Regions from separate parts of the Ovis aries genome. Here region 2 is linked to region 1. The links are chromatin contacts, called in public Hi-C maps. All regions are on one chromosome and are shown on one strand. The core of a region is the stretch at or near the end of the contact, and the rest is flanking DNA. Distances in the headings are between cores, read along the strand shown. Region 1 overlaps CCNY (cyclin Y). Region 2 holds the start of CCNY (cyclin Y).

Region 1 (2,700 bases), core at 58-2,557:
TTAACCCTATTATAACAATGCCAAGGACTTACTAGATAGTTTGAAGGGGGCTTCCCTGATGGCTCAGATGATAACAAATCTGCCTGCACTGTAGGAGACCCGAGTTCCATCCCTGGGTCAGGAAGACCCCTTGGAGAAGGGAATGGCAACCCACTCCAGTATTATTGCCTGGAGAATCCCATGGACAGAGGAGCCTGGTGGGCTACAGTCCATGGGGTTACAAAGAGTCAGAAAGCTGAGTTGGCATCCCCCGTTGGCACACCAGCCCTTTGTGATAGAGGGCTCAGACTAACAGATGGGGATCCCCAGGCAGGACTGGCCCCTGGGGGTGCTAGTTTCCAGTTAACCCTGTGACCCCAAAGGGTACTTCTACTCCTGAAAGGAGGATGAGGAAGTGCCCACTCTGTGACCTGGTGTATCACTCTCTCTTTAACTCTAGCGCTCATGTTTTCTTAGGGAAACCATTTACTCTTGGCTGTTCCTATCATATTTTCATCTTGAGGAAATTTGTGTCAGAGGAAACAGTGGAAACCTCACAAATAGAAGCCCGTCATTGCTGTCGTTTGCTTCACTGTTGTGATTATTCCTAAATAATAATTCTCTTGTATCTCTAAAGATTCTTTAATATATCAACTAATTACTGAATTTTTGTGTTAAGTATATCTGTTAAGGTTTCTGATTCCATTGGTGGGGAAAATTTCTTAAGAATTTTTTTAAAAAACTTGGCGCACATGTTAATATCTATTATTAGATTGCAAGTTTTTGTCTGTGACTTAAGTGTGATTGCTACCTGACCTACAAAAGAGATCAAAATGGTTTTTAATGTCTCCGGCTTGTCTTAATGAAACTGTTGTGATTAATTTGATAGACGTGAAAAATGCCATGTTAAAATTGCAGTCAAGAAACTTGAACTTGACAGGCTTTTTTGGTGCCCTTATCTTACACAAGGCTTCCCTAGTAGCTCAGTTGGTAAAGATTCTGCCTGCAATGCGGGAGACCCAGGTTCAATCCCTGGGAAGGAAAGATCCCCTGGAGAAGGGAATGGCAACCTACTCTAGTACTCTTGCCTGGAGAATTCCATGGACAGAGGAGCCTGGAGGGCTACATACAGCCCATGGAATCGCAAAGAGTTGGACACAACTGTGCGTGTTATCTTACACAGGCGCAGAACAATGTGTGCCTAAACACACTGGCCAAGATCAAGCCTTATCTTTTGAATTCCCTGACTCTGATTATTTCCTCCTGACCTACATGCCCTTCGTAAAAGCAGCGCTCCAGAGGGTCATAGTGATTCAATGGTGCAGTGCCCTCTGGCGGGAGTTTTAGGAACCGTATGCCCCAGGGAGTGATGATTAGCAAAAGGGGAGATTGTTTATAACACTGACTTCTGTTTCTCAGGCTGTTGCATATTTCCATAATTTTATCACATGTGAAAGTGAAAGTCGCTTAGTCGTGTCCGACTCTCTGCAACCCCATGGACTATACAGTCCATGGAATTCTCCAGGCCAGAATACTGGAGTAGATAGCCGTTCCCTTCTCCAGGGGATCTTCCCAATCCAGGGATCAAACCCAAGTCTCCCACATTGCAGGCAGATTCTTTACCAGCTGAGCCACAAGGGAAGCCCTTATTACATGGGAAACCTTATTAAATAAGAAGTAAATGTTAAACAGGGCGTTTGGTCTCTGATGAGCTTTAAGGCTCCCTTCATGTTCATAAACCATGGGTACTAAGGGCTTCCCTGGGGGTGGGCAGCTGAGTCAGGGCAGTGTTATTATCCTTAAGGAACTGATTGTTTTGGTTGCTGAAAATGACACTTTTGATTGTCAGCATAGCACCAGGCCAGTCGAAACTGGTTTGGATGATTTGATTTTTTTTTTTTTTTTAAGCATGCTTTGAGCAAGAATGATCCAGATTGATATATACTAGTCAAATTGCCCACAATCGCCTGATCTGCCTACTATTCAGTTAGATGTCATCTGCGTGTAATTTAAATTCTTTTTCTGTAGCAGTATGTTTTAGAAGTATAGTTCTCAGTTCTAACGTTTTCCAAAGAGCTCAAAATTTACACAGCCTGAAAGAACCAGATGCACAGCTGCCACAGGCACCCCACCTGAAGCTCATCCACGGGTCATATTTTCAAAAGCATCAGATAACTCTCACCTTTAAAATGTATTTTGCCCTTAAAGGAGTACTCTTTTTCTTTACATCTTCACCTCGTGAAATTGAAGAGTAGGAGATTCTAAATTAACAGTGGCTGCATCTTCCATGGTCCCCAAATTGACTGTACCTCAGGGGTAGGAAAAAAAATGGGTGCTGTGGACTCCTGTCTTAATTCTGGCGCCTCACACAAGGTTGCCTCCTGAAGCATGGGCTTTTGCTGGTGAGATGAGTACATGCTTCTTGTTTCTCAGTGATTTTTATGGACTCTGCAGCACACCCTTTGATGCTCGATTTTGGGAGTGTGCTGAGCTGATGGAGGTTTCAGACCGGGAGTGGTGGTGGTGACTTTTTTTATAAGGAAGAACATGGAATTCCACTGTAGGAAGAAAGTGAGTTTTGTGCTGTACTTGATGATAGTATTAACATTTCTTGGTAAGACACTTTTCCTCTATAGGCTGGTCTCAAGGTGAAGGGGATGATGTTCCTTGGAAGAATTTTGAGCCCCTTTTTAATTGTTCTTGTCTTGTTGCCATTGTTTT
Region 2 (2,700 bases), core at 55-2,554, 81 kb before region 1:
TCAGGCATACACAAAAAAGAATGAGAGATGAGACGACACCAGCTGCAAACTCACAGGTAAAGGGGAGGGGGTGTAAATCGTCTTATGTTTGGCCGCCCTTCAATCCCCAGTTAGTACAGTCGCGTTAGAGACGCGGGTGGGCTGGGGACGGCACAACCGGGCAAGTCAGAACAAGGACACACACCACTTATTCCAAAAACGGCAACAATACACTTCAGACATGGAGCTTTTAAAATACGGACTAACAAAAAGACAGAAGGGGAAGCACAAGTTTAAGAGTAAACTCGTCCAGATTTAGACAATATCATGTTTACAGTGCCTCTGGCAAGCTGTACACACATTGAGGATGCCGAGTATTTGCTCCCTTTTGTTACCAGTTAGCACCTGCGTCGACACGTCGTGTTTCTGGGCCTCAGTTTCCTCGTATGGAGAATGGGGTCACGCCAGGTTCCACCCGCTAAAGCATTCTGTCCCCGGTCTCAGGATGTCTTCCCAGGCCATTTGGAAAGGGGGTGAAGGGTTGTTTCAGCTGCCTTATTTTGTTCTTCCGAGAGGCGAGGGGGCAGTGCTGCCATGTGTGTGTGGGTGGGTGGCAGGATGGGGACCACCCTGCAAAGTTCTCGCACCCACAGCCGACTGCGTGGTGGGCTGAACAGGAGAGCCTGGGGCACCTGACGATAAACCTGCGGGGAGAGCGGCGCCGCCCCGGCCCAAGGTGCATTCTGGGCAGACGACGGGCGGCTCAGGACGGGAGAGCGCCCCAACCCTGCCCACTAACTCTAACCTCTGAGAGTTTAAAGGAGGAGAAAAAAAAATCCCCTCCCTCCACCCCGACTCCCGTCCGCCGCTGCCAGCGGCCCAGGCGCCGCACGCACCTCTCTTCCCTGCGCCGGTTCCTCGCGACATCACTGCACCGCCGGCGCGCACGCGCGCGGGAGGCCAACCCCCCCCCCCCCCCCCGTATCCGCTTCCAGGGCAGAGGGTGGGGCGAGGCCGGGTGGGCGGGGCGCCGAGGCCGCGGAGGGCGGGGCGGCCCGCGGGTGGGCGGGGAGCGGGGGCGGGACCGGGCCAGCAGGTGGGCGGGGCGCGGAGGCCGCGGGGGGCGGGGCCGGGCCCCAGCGTCCCCCAGGCCGCCCACGCCCGGGCCCAGCGCCGCGCCTCCCCGCCGCCTGTGTTCCCGTCGCCCACGGCCGCTCGCGTCCCCGCCGCCTGCTTTCGCCCCCGCCGCCTGCTTTCGCCCCCGCGTCTCCGCATCCCTAACGGCCGCGCCCCCTGAACCGGAACCGCTTGCGGCCGCCGGCGCAGAGCCGGGCCGATCGGGAAGCGGAGGAGGTTGCGCGGCGCCCGCCATGGCGGCGGCGGGGTGAGCCGGGCCGGGCGGCCGCAGTCGCGCGGGCGCGGGCGCTCCTCCGCCGCGGACAGGCCGCCGGGCCGGGCGAGGGGAGCCGGGCCGCCCATGGCGAGGCCGCGCCGCCGCCGCCGCTGCTGACCCGGGGCCGCGCCGGGGCCGGGGCGCCAGCCATGGGGAACACCGCCTCGTGCTGCGTGTCGTCCAGCCCCAAGCTCCGCAGGAATGCCCACTCGCGGCTGGAGTCCTGCCGGCCCGACGCCGACCTGAGCCGCGAGGACACGGGCTGCAACCTGCAGCACATCAGCGACCGGGAGAACATCGACGGTGAGGCGGGCGGGCGGGGGGTCCCTCTGATTCCTCCGACGCCCCGCGCCGCCTGCGCGCTCGCCCCGCACCCCGCGCCCCGCCCGGCGGCCGTTGCTCTCGGCCGGTTACCGCGAGCGGACCGGGGTCTTCGCCCCGGAGAGCGGGCCGGGGCGGGGTCCAGGCCGGGCTCCGGCTGTCTGTCCGGCGGAGCTGCCTGTCGAGTTGCGCGCGGAAGGGTGAGCCTATCTGTATCCCGAGAGGCGAAGGAGATGGGGACCCTGGGCATGGCCGAGGACTGAATGCCTGGGTCGGCTCCCCAGAAACTGGCGAATTGAGCCCACTTGCTGGCCCTGACCCCATTTCTTTAAAAAACAAAACAAAAAAAAAATCCCCACAGCCCTCCTCGCAAAATACCAACAACAGAAAGGATTTTGGGTGGGGGAATGTTGAGAGATTGCAGTCAAATAACGTCACCTGAATTCTTTAACATTTTTTTTTCTTTACAGTATTATCGCAGTGATTTGCAGACAGCTTTGGAATAAGTCCCCTTGTTTTTGCTTGAGGTTGAATTACAGTCCTGTGAATTTCTGAGTGATTTCAATGACTTCTGGACTAGGATTTGTAAAGGAAGTTAAGACTGATCGCTGCTCCTAGTAATGATTGTTGATTTTATTGGTCTTACAGTATTTTATTAGTACTGTTTTATCAATAAGCTTATGTGATTTAATATCTAATAGATGGGTAGTTTATGCATCAAACAGTTTATGTAATTTTAAACTTAAAGAATTTTGAAATTGGAAATATATTTTTATGAAATCTTGACTTTTTCTTTAAACCACTGATTCTTTTCACAGTTGATGTGGTTGAACTAATTTGAAAAAAATTTCTTGTGTGAATGAATTGGCACAACTCTGTCATAATTCATTCTTGTCACTTTTAGAATGGCGCATTCCATCTAGTATGCAAAGCCAAATTTAAACTCTGCCACGGGGAAGAATTTTTTCATTGTTTGGCATCATTTAATTTCTTGTAAATAGTAAATT

Evidence for each region. A called contact is a pair of places that touch in the nucleus more often than the background predicts.
Region 2: a contact with region 1 is called in a Hi-C map of hypothalamus, with 5 times the contacts expected there. The contact joins the promoter of CCNY here to the enhancer-like site in region 1. A contact is called at or near these places in 12 of 16 Hi-C or Micro-C datasets (blood, hypothalamus, liver and 6 more).

Annotation. Positions count from the first base shown.
Region 1 is chr13:17,451,693-17,454,392 of ARS-UI_Ramb_v3.0, reverse strand. All of the region lies in intron 3 of CCNY (cyclin Y), which reads left to right. Among named protein-coding and RNA genes, the nearest start is that of APBB1IP, 54 kb to the right of the region's middle. Within about 2 kb of position 1,307, at least 9 of the 54 cell types and tissues checked have an H3K27ac peak or open chromatin away from gene starts, as enhancers often do. A contact at or near this core is called in hypothalamus and liver, where this site is marked.
Region 2 is chr13:17,532,492-17,535,191 of ARS-UI_Ramb_v3.0, reverse strand. It overlaps CCNY (cyclin Y), which reads left to right and starts at 1,304. Exons shown (of 10, transcript XM_015099546.4): 1 at 1,304-1,675. The coding sequence starts at 1,522. LOC105613289 (endogenous retrovirus group V member 1 Env polyprotein-like) reads right to left here and starts at 938. Exons shown (of 2, transcript XR_009596031.1): 1 at 385-938.